2 separate regions of the Mus musculus genome follow, and region 2 is linked to region 1. A link is a contact called in public Hi-C data. All regions are on one chromosome and are shown on one strand. Each heading gives the region's core, a stretch centred on a gene start, on an enhancer-like site or on the middle of the called end of the contact. The rest is flanking DNA. Distances are from core to core; before and after follow the strand shown. Region 1 overlaps 1700016J18Rik (a long non-coding RNA gene). Region 2 has its middle 50 kb from the start of Gm40630.

Region 1 (7,138 bases), core at 3,319-5,818:
GTGGTAAGGTTGTAAGAAGGAACCCTGAGCCCACTCTGAGCAGGAGCAGGAGGAAGCAAGGCAGTAAGCATTGCTCCTCCCTGGTTTCTTTTTTTAAAGATTATTTATTTATTTTATGTATATGTGTACACTGTAGCTGTACAGATGGTTGTGAGCCTTAATGTGGTTGTTGGAAATTGAACTTTTAGGACCTCTCCTTGCTCCGGTCCACCCCACTCATTCTGATCAACTCTGTTCGCTCAGGCCCAAAGATTTATTTATTATTATACATAAGTACACTGTAGCTGTCTTCAGACTCGCCAGAAGAGGGCGTTAGATCTCATTACGGGTGGTTGTGAGCCACCATGTGGTTGCTGGGATTTGAACTCAGGTCCTTACCCACTCAGCCATTGTGCCAACCCCCACTTCCTGGTTTCTGCTCCAGTTCCTGCTTGAGTTCCTGCCTTGACTTCCCTTGGTGATGGACTGTTGCTAGAAGTGTGAGTCAGATAAACCCTCTCTTCCCAGTTTGTTTTTGGTCAGAGTGTTTATCACAGCCACAGAAAAGTAAACCAGGAATGTCTCGGCAATCGAGGCAAGACAGAGCATAGTCAGGAATGAGAAGGTTTTCCTTAGCTGCCATTGCTGGGCACTATGGCCCGGGTGGAGGTTTAAAACATCTAAGCAGATCCCGGGTCAGGTCAGATGGGTCTCTGAAATGTAAAGCTATTAAACACACCTCCACTGGCATAAGGGCCATGTGATCATTTGTATTACTTGATTAAAAGGTACTAGCTAATAGGGCATTATAAGTCCTACAAGAAGACAGTATAGCCACTAAGCAGTTAACCCTCTTCATCGGCACTGTGATCCGCAGAGGCAGAACAGCTCGTACTCTCCAGGGCTAGACACAGCGTGCTCATGACACGGAGAAGCCCCAGATCTAGTGACGCTGGGTGAGTGGGTGCATCCCAGCGCTGGAAGCTTTTACCGTCAGGGAGCTAGACAAACGGCAGATGGGGCCTCCTGGGACCTCTGTCTATTATTATTATTATTATTTTTTTACAACTGCACGCGAGTCTACAGTGATCTCAAAATACAAAGTTTAAAATAAGCCAGCCTCACTTCCCGTGTCATCTCCGCAAGGCTTGTGAGTGTGAAGTTATGATGTAAACACAGCGGAAACATCACAGAAAGAAACAGGGCGCCTATTCACGACGTGGTGTGAAGAAAAACAATTTCTCTCGGAGACAAGAGTCTGGCCCGAACTGCAAAGCGCAAGTGAATTTCAGCCCAGAGAGTCATTCAGGGAAATGGTGCTTTCTAGCTGCACACCCCCCAGCCCCCTTCACACTTGGAGGCTGCTAAAATGAAGCGTGGCTTTGTCATTGTTTTTGTCAGGGCGTGGAAGAAAACAGAAAGTTGTCTCTGCTTCTGTTTTGATTTTGACAGCTCAAGTTCCAACTCTGAGAAGGATCTAGGTATAACTGCAATAGTTGGTGCAGAGGTGGAGACCCAGACTCCTTCAGGGTCCCGCCCCTCTCTCTCCCTTCATGGGCTGTAGCGTTCTCCCACTTAAGTGGAAGGGCCAGGCTCTTGATGAACCCTTTGTCCATAATGTCACATGCCACCTCTCAATTCAGCCAGTGTCCTATGTAAAAGCTCACCAGACGTCAAGCTAAGTGACTTCCTCTCTTGAGAAGTGCCTCTTACAGCGGTTCAGTCTCCTGCAGCACTTCCAGACAGCGGCAGCTGCAGGTCTACCCTGACTGAGGCAGCAGCCAGCAATGGGAAAGATGCTGAGCGGGATGGTGTCCATTGCAGGACCTTCCTGGAGGCTGGGGACTCTCACCAAAGTGGGTGTGCGGTGCACACCGTGATCCCAGCATTTGGGTAGCGCAGACAGGAGACTCAGTTTAAGGCCACACTCCTTATAAAACACAAGACTACACCAAGAAAACAGCAAGCAAGACTTTCACCAGGAGGAAGGAGAAGTGGCTCCGTGGGCAGCTCCACATCGCCTTGCCTGCCCCATTTCTGTAGCTCTCCTGGCATGTCAATAGCCATGGCCTCTGCAGGGTGCATGAGCTCAGGGACAAGTCGCATCCCACGGTCTACGGCTACCATGTCCAAAGCTCCCCCCTCTGTCCTACCTGCCGGTGACTTTCCTCAGACATGGCTACTGTCTGCCCCTAGAGCAAAGGGCTGTTCTCCTGGGCCTCTGTGTACCTTGCTGCTTCTGCATAGTGCTTTACACAGCCATTGTCAAATGGAGGGCCTCAGCTCCTCACCACACAGATGTGCACAGGTGCCCTCAGGGATAGGTGGAAGCCAGAGAAGGACACCCAATATCCTGACCTATAACCCTATGTTTTATTCTCTTGAGACAGGTCTCTCACTAAACCCCGGAGCTGGGTTGCTGGCCAGCGAGCAATCTCGAGTCACCTGCATCGCTGGCAGAAAGAGCTTTGATTCACTAAGCCATCTCAACCCTATCCCCACCCCACCCCCAAACAGCATTGAGACGTGGATGACTGTGGAAACTGATTGAACCAGAGGGGCGTGGCCTAATGCATTAGAGGGCAGTAACCCCAGGGCCTGCCTGTGCAGGCTCTCCTCAGCTCTTCTGAGAAGCATGTCTTCACTGCTATAGGCTAACCTCTCCTGAAATGGGGGTTGTATCATCAATAAACAGACAAGATAAGTCAGTGAACTTCCTGTCTTGTTGTTCCTTGGCTTTGAGACAGGCTCTCTCCATATAGCCCAGGCTGACCACTGTGTCTAACTTGTAGTTTTCCCGCCTCCACAAGCCGAGTGCTGCCTACATGCCTGCCTCACTACTCCTGACTGTACTCAGCATTACATTTACAGTTGCATTTATTTGTGCATTTATGTGCCAGTGTGTGTGTGTGTGTGTGTGTGTGTGTGTGTGTGTGTGTGTGTAGGGCACACTCGTGTGCTACAGTGGGCATGGGGAAGCCAGAGGACACCTCACAGGAGTCAATTCTCTGCTTGCACCACCCGGGGGCGTACTTAACATTGTCAGGAACCTGCAAACTGCTCTCCACAGCAGCCTACAGTTTACATTCTCATCAGTAAGCTACGGGTGCTCCGATTTACCACATTTGGACAGTTCTTCCTGTTGTCTGGTTTTGGTTATAGCCATCCTAGTGAGTGTAAGGAGAGATCTGAAGATGGCTTTAGTTTACATTTCCATTGGGATCAATGATACTGATTGAGTATCCTTTTATATGTATATCAGGGTGTGTGTGTGTGTGTGTGTGTGTGTGTGTGTGTGTGTGTGTATCTTGGAGAAATGCTAACCCAAGTGCTTTGATAGTTTAAAGGTTGTTTGTTTGCTTTTTCATTATTGAGAAATGAAGACTATTATTTTGGACGTTAGACCCTTCCTACAGATTGTGCAGCTATCTTCTCCAAACTGAAGCATTCTGTTCTGGGGAGAGGAAGGGGAAAACTCGAAGGCTTAGAAAGCTCAGGAACATTACAGGAAGCTCAGAAAGCTACTAGCCTCACACACAATCCCTCCCACAGCAATTGCCCTGGAGCGGAGCCTTTTTGGTGTTGCTGCCTACAAACTGGGCTACAGGCTCTTGGATGTGGCTTACATGCACTGCTAGCTGGGGTAGGAGACTTTGGGTGATGGAACTGGTCACCCATGCTTCTGCCAATAACCGTAATAAACTCATTTGTTCAGCAAGTAAGACTTTGGGGGAGTGGTTTCCTTACTTCTCCTTGGTGCCCCAACTGTAGTGAACAGACATTTGGTCACACCTCCTGAGGAATATTCACACAACATCCCGTGTGGAATTGGCAGAGTCTCCCATTCTATTGGGTTTTGGGAGGTAGGGGCAGAGGTTGTTTGTTTTTGAGACAGGGTTTCTCTGGGCAGCTCTGGCTGGCCTCGAACTCACTCTGTAGAGCAGGCTGGCCTCAAACTTGGAGATCCACCTGCCTCTGCCTCCCAAGTGCTGGGATTTGCTCAGACTGTTGTCTGAGTTGCCACCCTGCTCATTCCCTAGTGGTTATTTTCACTTTCTTGATAAAATCCTTCAATGTTACAGGTTCTTAGATTTGTTAGGGTCTAATTTACCCCAGCCCCTGTGTATTGCTTCTGCGTTTGATCCCAGACCCAAGACCCCATTTCATTAAGGTCATGATGCTTTCCTCCTGTGTTCTTCTAAAAGTTTTATTGGTTTAGCTCTTGACATAAGCTATTGATCTATTTTGAGTTTCCTCTTACATGTGGTGTAATAACTAAGCTTCATTCTTTGGCTTGGTCTATCTCGTCTGGACTGTTGAAAAGAGGAGAAATATTTTTTGAGGCAGTGGTATACTGTGGTCACCTAAATGATGCAGGGCCTGGGGAACCAGCGTGGTTTTCAGGGTCTCAGTGTGTAAGCTACTGGAGAGTGGAGCAGGGTGGACTGCTGTGGCCAGCTGAGGAGACAAATCACTCCCTCTCGGCTGGAGCAGCGTCAGCAGGCACCCGGACTCCCATGAGCGGCTGGAGTAGAGAGGAGAGATGGCTCTTGATAGCGCCAAGGTCAAACTTTGCTGAGGCAGCAGCAGTGGTGAGCCAAGGCCACCAGAGGGCACAGCAGAGGTGGTACCCAGTGGGAACACATGAAATGGCCTCTTGGGGTCACGTGGCAGCCAGAGAAGCTGCTCGGAGGCTAGGAGGGAAAGGGCATGGAGCCAGGTGGCGGTGGCGGTTCGGAGCCCCACGGAGGTAGATCATTACGGTGGCAGGTCGGAGCCCCACGAGCCGGGTCTTTACGGTGGCAGTGGCAGGTCGGAGCCCCAGACCATTGCCGAGAGTCATTGCTTGTCCTCTACCACAAGGAATGAGTTACAGTTCCCTTCCCTTTTCAAAATGCAGCTCAAAAGAGCGCGTTCTGTCTTCAGGGCCCCAGCTCTCTGTGAGAAACTCTGCACCAGACTTGAAAATTAAGCTGTGTTTGCCAAACATAGTTTTTGAATGACTGCTTTTTAAGGTCACTGATCATATATGCAGCAGAGAAAATATAGGAAGAAAGAGGGATCATTGACTTAAAACTTGTGGGGAAGGGAGTCCCGAAAAGCTAATAGGCTTCTGTAATAGTCACCTGTTTCAAAATTTTCAGATGTCAGGGCAACAGCTCATCCTTACTTTCACACAATTCCTGGGCATTTTTCATTATGCAGTAAGCGTAAGATTTGAAATTAAGTTTCCAGATGAAGGAAGAGATCCCCACCCTAAGGCCTTCCTGTCACATAACTAAGACAACTGAGGACAATAACCCCCCTGAAAGGGTTAATTCTGCAAAACAAAACAGCCCCCCCAAACCCCCAAAGAAAAAACAACAAAAAAAGAAAACAAAAACAAACAAACAAACAAAAATGAACCCCAGAGAAAACCACGAGGTGCTTTTTGGAACATTCCTGATAACGCACACATCTGTATTACACTCTCAACCCCATGGGCCTGGTGCCATCTCTGAATAGCAGAGAAACACTGAGCCAATGCCTGACAGGATCGTTCAGAGCCAGAACCCCAGGAAAGCCCCAATAATAACTAAAATCTACAAAAGGAAACAGCGGTAAGGCCCATTGCCCTTTTATTAAAGATGCTATTTCAAACCTGCCCCACTGCTGAAATCGGGGGGGGGGGGGGGGCGCTGATCTGGCAGCGGCAGCAACCACACGGTGGTATCAGGTGGTATCAGCCCGAGGGAGATACATTTATAGGCATCAACAACCTAAAAGAAGGATGCTCTAAAAGTGGTTTGAAAGAAGGACACTTTGGACCCGTTAAACACAACACAAATGTTACAATGTGTGTAAGCCAGCGGCCTCTGCATGTCTAGTGAGGGTGGTGGCCTAAGCGGAGTACAGCAGCGTATCCATCCACTTTATGAACTGAGTCAGGTAAATGATACAGCGGTCAAGGGTACCTGCCAGTAGCTTTGTTGAGGCAGGAGAGGAGAATCACAATGAAGTTTTTCCTTCTGTTCTTTAAAACATTGTTAAGGTTGCTATTTTTTCTGTTGCAGGGAGGGGACATTCCCTTTTAGTTACCTGTAAAAGGATACAAACTCCAATGCACTGGGCATTTCGTATTGAAAACTTTCAAATTTAAGTTTAGTCACACTGGTCTGGAATTCCCCTACCCCGCCTTCCAACCCCATTCCCCTCATGCAATATTAAATGACCTGGTCCACGTCTGGAGATACATCTAACAACAAAATGATATTAAATTACATCTATCATGGGGTATAGGCTCTTTGGGTGCCAAGGTCTTCGGTGGAAATGCTTGCGGAGAGAGTAGGGCGGGTTTCCAGAGAAAGGGTGCTTGAGCACGGGAAGGGAAGCTGAGTTTGGCCCCAGGGAAGAACTCCCCAGACCTGCCTTATTCTGTCTCCACCAGTGGTACTCTGCGATGTACTGTGGAGAGCTCACATCCTTGGCATTTTGTCACGTCACACGTCTGGTCCTCTGCGTCAGAGACACAATGCTTTGCGTACCCGGTTTCATTTCGCCTTGCAGAACTTCCGGTGGCGAGCAAGAGTCTCTCTAGTTGGAACCAGAAGGAGATTTGTTTAGGGACAAATCCCCTAGTTTTGACTCCCCTAAGAGTCTAGAAAACGGGCTCGATGGTCGCTTAAAGCAGAACTGTACGCAAACTGCCCAACTTGAGCACACCACTGTTTACAAGGTAGATGCAGTGCGCATGTCAGCACTCACTTGTGCAGACCCTCGCTCTCTCTACATTGCTCTTCCACGTTCGCCAGAGTATCTGGCCTAGCACCCAAGGCTTCACTTTGGCTGGGTTTTGTGGCTCGCTAGTGAAGTCCAGTTGACCCACCTATACACTAATCATGCCTGCCATCGACTTGGAAGGTTCTAAAACTTTTGTGTTGCTGTCTCTTGTGAGCAAGACTCATACAAGGTGGCAAAGTCCTCAAATGTTGAGAACCACAAATGTGACAAATGTCAATTATCTCCCAATAGAACCTCATCCAGCTTGGTCCAGTTCACAGTTTGTGGCCATGAGCTTGCAGGGAGGCTGGTTTTATTCCTAGCCATCTTGATTCAATCAGCTCTGGAAATCCCCCTTTCCTTGATGGCAATTCATGAAAGAGGCTCGAAGCCCGACTGC
Region 2 (7,138 bases), core at 1,729-4,228, 100 kb after region 1:
GGCTTGGTCCCTGGGCAGCACTGACGACAAGAGATCTGCACAACCGTTAGGTGGAAGGGCAGGTCATTGGGGCTATGCCTTAAAGGGGGATAGTGGATTTCTCTCTTTCCATCTCCTTGGTCATGAGCTGCCTCAACACAGGTCCACAGAATCAGGGCTAATCAATTGTGACCTGGAACCCCCAAAGCTGGAAGCCAAAATGAACCAACCTTTTATGCTTTATAAGACGGTTCGCCTCAGCTGTTTGTTATAGTAGCACAAAGCTAGTACAGTACCAAACTGTCTTTGATAAGCCAGATTCTGCCTTGTTTATTTCATAAATTTAAGTTAAAAGTCAACACACCCACACCCAAAATTGAAATATTCTTGATTTTAATACATCCTATAGTTATTGAAGACAGTTCAGAGTTCTAAGTGCCCACAATCTCCTAACTTAACCGAACTGATTGAAGATTAATCCCAGGTCTCTTGTGCACATTACCATCTGAGAATGGCTCTTTGGACCACCATTCTCCGTACCACTCATCCAAATCTTTGTGTAGCTGAAACCATTGTCCACTAAGATTGTCGTAAGGCAGCTTGCGTGTTTCTGTTGGGGTAGCTCACACTGGAGAATAAATGAAACCTCCATTCTGAAGGTAGCGCCGTGAGGGCTGAAGTTATGTTTGCATTTTAATTACTGTGCTTGAGAGATCTGTCATGCCTCTAACCTGTAAGTCTCACGTGCCTAAGGACAGAGAACTTTCTGGAATGCTGGGGCCTGTTGTTCATGGAAGATAACAAGCCACGCATTTTCACTTTTATAAACAAGGCTGTTTGCCCTGTGCTTGGTTACGTAGTAGATGGGAGGTTGTAGGCAGAAGTTCATCAGGATGTACGCTTGCCCCTGACGACGGGAAGGCAGAAAGTACGAGGCCTTATGAGTTTTGCCTTTATGAGCACCTGACTAACATAATTGTCAGCCATTCTCTGGGAATCCTGGGCATGTGTCTAGCCCGTGTCCGCCATCCTGCCCAGGAGATAGTAAAGCTTGCTTCAGGTTTGTCTCAAAAGTTGTGGTCTTATTCTCACCCGGGTCCTCTTGGCGTGGTGGTAACGTTTCTCCTGGGTTTTGTTGTTGTTGTTGTTGTTTACATGTTTGTTTTGTTGCTTTGTTTTCTGAGACAGGATTTCTCTGTATAACAGCTCCTGCTGTCCTAGAACTTGCTTTGTAGACCAGGCTAACCTCAAACTCAGAGATCCATGTGCCTTTACATTCAAGTGCTGGTATGAAAGGCATGTGCCCCAAGATATAAGATACAATTTGCTAAACACATGAAACTCAAGAAAAATGAAGACTGAAGTGTGGACACTATGCTCCTCCTTAGAAGTGGGAACAAAACACCCATGGAAGGAATTACAGAGACAAAGTTTGGAGCTGAGACGAAAGGATGGACCATGTAGAGACTGCCATATCCAGGGATCCACCCCATAATCAGCATCCAAACGCTGACACCATTGCATACACTAGCAAGATTGTATCGAAAGGACCCAGATGTAGCTGTCTCTTGTGAGACTATGCCGGGGCCTAGCAAACACAGAAGTGGATGCTCACAGTCAGCTAATGGATGGATCACAGGGCTCCCAATGGAGGAGCTAGAGAAAGTAGCCAAGGAGCTAAAGGGATCTGCAACCCTATAGGTGGAACAACATTATGAACTAACCAGTACCCCGGAGCTCTTGACTCTAGCTGCATATGTATCAAAAGATGGCCTAGTCGGCCATCACTGGAAAGAGAGGCCCATTGGACACGCAAACTTTATATGCCCCAGTACAGGGGAACGCCAGGGCCAAAAAGGGGGAGTGGGTGGGTAGGGGAGTGGGGGTGGGTGGGTATGGGGGACTTTTGGTATAGCATTGGAAATGTAAATGAGCTAAATACCTAATAAAAAATGGAAAAAAAATTAATGAGAAAATTAAAAAAAAAAAAAAAGAAAGGCATGTGCCACCATGCCTGGCAATGCTCCTCCTTTTAACACAATGCTTTTAATTTCAGGCCAAATATATTTTCTTTGAATTCATTATGTCCTAAGGCCTAGGTTTCTGCTATCAGGAAATGGGGAACTTCTAGGTTCAAGCTACCTGACGAAGCTCCCCGATTGACACATCCTATGACTAATGGAGACCTAGCCTTTCTCATCTACCTGTTCCCACCCCTTCAGGGTTTCTGCAGTGACTCAATCACTCCATTTCTCCTGGTCTGAACACACACCCTTCCCTACTCATCAGTGATCTTTTAGAATTACCATTTCTGATGGGCTCAAAGTAGATAGGGTGGGGGAGGAGGGAATTCTCTATAGAAAGGAGTCCTCTCGGAATGTCCTTAAACAAGAATACTTTGGAAGCCAGGTATGGTGTCAAAAATCTGTAATTTTGCACCCGGGAACTTGTGTTCAAAGTCAGTATAAGCTACATAGTGAAACTCTCCCTCAGCCCCAAAATGAAAAAGATAAAGAAAACAACCTCCAGCCTTCACCTGGAAGCCTCCAAGGGGGCCTTGAGCTAGTCGAAGGTACTCACCCCACCCCACCCCCGCCCCCACCCCCCACCCCCGGCACTGAGCCCTCCATCCGACGGGTGAGACGCCTGAGCGTCTGTCCGTCTTCCCATGCTGAGTTCCAGGCTCTCCCGGCTGCCTTGCTCTCTGGCAAGTGAACCTGAAACCTCCACACAGCTGAATGCATTCCCCCTCTGTATATGAGAGGAAGGGTGGGGCAGAGAATCCAGAGCCAGGCATGGTGATAAACACCTGTAATCCCAGCTCTGGAGGCAGAGGCAGGTGGATCTCTGTGAGTTTGAGGCCAGCCTGATCTAAGAACATGTTTCAGGCCAGCTGAGGATACATAGTGAGCAAAACAGACAAAAGAGGAGAGAATTCTGATCCCAGGAAGTAACTCTTGAACCTGCCACTGACTTTGTCCCTGTGGCAGGAAGAAGGGCCTGGCCACTGTCTCTGGTTTCATTTCCTTGTCTCTCTCAGAAGGGCTGAAACAGAAGCCCTCCTAGGTCCTGTCCAGCTCCAAGAAAATGGAATCGATCCTCCCTGGGGAGCCCTGGAATGTGGCCTTGGGAACCCAGTGGCTTGCTGCTAGCCTGTGAACTGGACAGGAGGGGCAGCTGAGAGGGAAGGTGAAGCTGGAAGGGAGAGCCAGGCAGAGGGAGTGGCAAGGAGTCTGTCCATCCTCACAGTACGGACTTGTTTATGGTACTTCGTTTCTAAGCAGGAAGCTGATGCTTGGAAGCTTAGCTTGCTCTCTGTGGCTGTGATAAACACCATGACTGAGGCAAGAGAGGGGAAAGGGCTTATTTCGCTTTACCATTCCCAGCCTATCAGGGAGGCGAGAAAGAGCAGGTGCTCAGGGAGCCTGGAGGCAGGAACCAATGCTAAGACCATGAAGGAATAGCTGTTTTGCTTCTCATGGCTTTTAAAATAATTTTTTCCTTTTTTTCTTTAAGATTTATTATGTATATAGCATTCTGCCTGCGTGCATTCCTACAGGCCAGAAGAGGGCACCAGATCTTACTACAGATGGTTGTGAGCCACCATGTGGTTGCTGGGAATTGAACTCAGGACTTCTAGAAGAGCCGCCAGTTGTCTTTTTAGTTGTTTGTTTGGTTGGTTTTTTTATTTTTTCGAGACAGGGTTTCTCTGTGTAGCCCTGGCTGTCCTGGAACTCACTCGTAGACCAGGCTGGCCTCAAACTCAGAAGTCTGCCTACCTCTGCCTCCCAAGTGCTGGGATTAAAGGCATGCGCCACCACTGCCCAGGTTTTTTGTTTGTTTGTTTGTTTGTTTGTTGTATCTGAGCTTGCAGCCAGTGCTCTTAACTGCTGTCTTATACAATCCAGGACTGCCTGCCCGAGGGGGGACATGGTATAGAATGGATTTGATCCTCCCACAGAAATTACTGATCAAAAAAAAAAAAAAAAAAAAAATACCCCAAAGGTCACCTACAGTCCAATCTGATGGACACTTTTCTCAGACGAGGTTTCCTCTTCCCTTGACTCTAGCTCGTGTGACTAGACAAAACTCACCAGGACAGAAGCTAACTGTTTGTTATAAACCCATGCAAGGCTAGAAGGGCAGGGCAGAGCCTTCACACAGGCCATTAAGCCCACCCCCCCTTCTGTTCCAGGACTACTCAGGCCCTCGGTGGTCATGAGATATAAATCCCTGGACAGGGGCCATCGCAGAGAGCTCCAGTGTAGCTTCACCCGGTCACAGTACCCTCACTGCCACACGGGAATCAACAACCGCCCTTTCTGTCTTCGTTTTTTTTTTCCCCTCCTCCCTTGCTCTCTCCTTTCTTTCCTTTTTCATCTTGTTTTTACCGCTCAGTTTTACTTTTGAAAGAAAACTCGTGGTACTTAGGAGCTGAGGGAAGAGGTGTGTTACCCACTCCTAACTACTCACTCAATGATGGGTGCTATAGTTCCCATCTTTGGGATTCCAATCTGCGATGTGGTGGGGGTAGTTTTAAAAGCTGCCGCCTCTGCCTGGGATCAGGCTCGCTACCAGCCTCTCCCGGCTTCCCTTTTGCTTTACCCACCGTTAGCGCCGGGAGGTGACCAGCTCCCACCGGAAGCCCTTGCACACGTACAGTTGATTCCTTTACAATTCGCCTTTTTGGCACAATTGCTGGGCGTTACTATCTCCCACCTGGAAAAGTGTGCCTTTACCAATTTATTATCTCCGTCTCTCCACTTACCCTAAACTTGTAGCTAGTCCCACCTACCACCTGCCAAACATCCTTGGCCATCTGTCAATACCAGGAAGCCCCAGAAGTCCCCCCTGTACCTTCTGCCCAGTAATTGGCCGGAAACTTTCTTTACTGACAAATCAAGAACCAATTAGGGAACGGGACGTTAGCATCAAGACCTCCCCTTACAGAGATGTATATTTATCTGGACTTTAAAGGGGACAACATAATTAAAGCAATAATTTTTTTCTTCCACTCCCCCTTTTTAAATTCAGGATCTCACTATGTATCCTAGGCTAACTTCTAATTTGTGTCAATGCAAAAATCACTTTTTGTTTGTTTGTTTGGGTTTTTGTTTTGTTTTGTTTTTGTGGTTTTTCGAGACAGGGTTTCTCTGTGTAGGCCTGGCTGTCCTGGAACTCACTTTGTAGACCAGGCTGGCCGAGACTCAGAAATCCACCTGCCTCTGCCTCCCAAGTGCTGGGATTAAAGGCATGTGTCACCACGCCTGGCTAAAAATTACTTTTTTAAAGGGTAGATTTACTGTGTTTATTTTGGAGGGATGGTGTTGGGAATTGGTTCTAATGCTTTGTCTTATTTTGGCTCCCAAAAGCTGTGCTTCCAGACTTGAGGGTCCCTGCTCTCAGCTGGCTTCAATTGAGAGTAAAGAATTGCTGTACAGCCATTGGCTGGGCAGGGAGGTGGGGCAGGGCTTTTAGATTGCCTGGGCAAGTGACAGAGAGAGGGGAAGAGGAGAAGAATCGCCTTGGCCTTGACTCGAGGCAGAGGGATCAGATTTAAGAGCTTCAGAGGTGAAAGCATCCTACAATATAGGTGGAAAGGGAACACAGCCCTGTGGGGGTGCCCAGGGCGGGAAAGAGAAAATAGAGATTTTGAAGGTATTAAGCCAGGAATACCGAAGGGAAGAGTATGCCCGTGGGGAGGTTTAGAAGCGCGCAACCATTGAGCTAGTCAAGGCATATCAAGATTAGCTGGTGTGTGTGTGTGTGTGTGTGTGTGTGTGTGTGTTTCATTCTCGAATTCAGAGAGCTCTTGGGCAGATGAAGCGTGTACAATCCACCAGGAACCAAAGCGGTTTAACTAACTCACCATTACAGCATGGTGTGTGAGTGTGTGTGTTGGGGGGATGGTTCTTGTTTGTGCCACAGGGTGTATGGAGAGGTCAGAGTACTCTGGGAGGGTCAGGCAGCTCAACTCCTTGAGGTGATGGCCTGACATAGCTCCTTGCTCTAGGCGGTAGATGGAACTTTGCTCTTGCTGGCCACAGGCGTGGTCCAGAGGCCACTCATCTAACTTTATTCTTGGATTATCATTGCTGAAACCACAGGCCTGCACAGACCTATCCAGAAGTGATGGCACAGGATACAAGGTCACAGACCTCAGAAGTGATGTCGTGGGATACAAGATCACAGACCATCTCATCAGTTCCTTGTCTAAAAAAAAAAATTGGAAACAATAGCTGGGAGTGATAGGGCATGCCTTTGAACCTAGCGTCTAAGAGACAGATGCTGGAGGACCTCTGCGAAGTTGAGGCCAGCCTGGGCTACATAGGGAGTTCCAAGATAGCCTGAGCTACATAGGGAGACCCTGTCTCAGAAAAGGAAAAAAAAAAAAAAAAAAAAAAAGAAGAAGGATAAGAAATACCTTAGGAAAGGGGAGAATTTCCTTCCAGAATCAGGCAGTTGCCTCACCAAGCAGGCTGAGCTGTGCTCTAGTCCCTGGAGGTGGCTGTGGTATGTTCCGTATCTGGATGCCTGAAAGATGCCAGCCAACCAGAGGAACAGGTTCCTCTTCTGAGTCCATCCTTGACCTCATCTCCCCCCGCCACCCCCCTCTTCTCCACCCCCCTCCCCCAGAGAATGGGCTCAAATGTGGCCCAAACAGAAGAGAATCTGGAGGGCAGAGGAGACACAGGGTTCTTCCCTCAGGTGCAGTGACTAGGGCAGGACGGAACGCTGGGCCCCAGTGACAGCCTCCACTGCCTAGAAGATGGCGTGAGCTTGTCAGGGAGGTGTCCCTCAGGGCAGGGCCCCCACACACCCTCCCTAGGCCTGAAGTGTGGGCGTAATACTCAGGAGTCCTAAGAAAGCCATTGTTAAGACTCGTAGATCTGGCCTGTCCAGATTTTGTCTCTAAGGTGGCTCTGGGCACCTGTCTACCCAGGTCAAGCCTCCAAGATAGGTCATGCGGGCTTGGCTTCGTTCCCTGGCTGACTCAGGGCCTGCTAACTGACAACGAGCCTCAGCTCCCCTCCCACTATGAGAGGATTCCTTTGATTTAGTAAGGGCACTCCTGAAGTCTGCCTTTTGTCAGCCCTCCAGAGTGGAAATTCTCTAATGAGCAGAGAGCCACGCCTTCCCCTCAGAATCGGTAGACGCT

The links. Hi-C and Micro-C count contacts between places; a contact is called where the count stands out from the background.
Region 2: a Hi-C map of bone marrow-derived macrophages shows a contact between it and region 1, with 1.5 times the contacts expected there. The contact joins two enhancer-like sites. A contact is called at or near these places in 4 of 39 promoter capture datasets (hippocampal neurons, liver and second pharyngeal arch cranial neural crest), 1 of 15 datasets of contacts at CTCF or cohesin (the NIH/3T3 cell line), 15 of 484 Hi-C or Micro-C datasets (the HL-1 cell line, the N1E-115 cell line, bone marrow-derived macrophages and 5 more) and 4 of 115 datasets of contacts at active chromatin or transcription factors (Th17 cells, bone marrow-derived dendritic cells, bone marrow-derived macrophages and 1 more).

The regions. Positions count from the first base shown.
Region 1 is chr10:42,026,628-42,033,765 of GRCm38.p6, forward strand. 1700016J18Rik (a long non-coding RNA gene) reads left to right here. Exons shown (of 3, transcript XR_871596.3): 3 at 2,370-2,483. Among named protein-coding and RNA genes, the nearest start is that of Armc2, 12 kb to the left of the region's middle. Within about 2 kb of position 4,569, at least 61 of the 459 cell types and tissues checked have an H3K27ac peak or open chromatin away from gene starts, as enhancers often do. A contact at or near this core is called in bone marrow-derived macrophages, where this site is marked.
Region 2 is chr10:42,128,458-42,135,595 of GRCm38.p6, forward strand. No RefSeq gene overlaps it. Among named protein-coding and RNA genes, the nearest start is that of Gm40630, 50 kb to the left of the region's middle. Within about 2 kb of position 2,979, at least 33 of the 459 cell types and tissues checked have an H3K27ac peak or open chromatin away from gene starts, as enhancers often do. A contact at or near this core is called in bone marrow-derived macrophages, where this site is marked.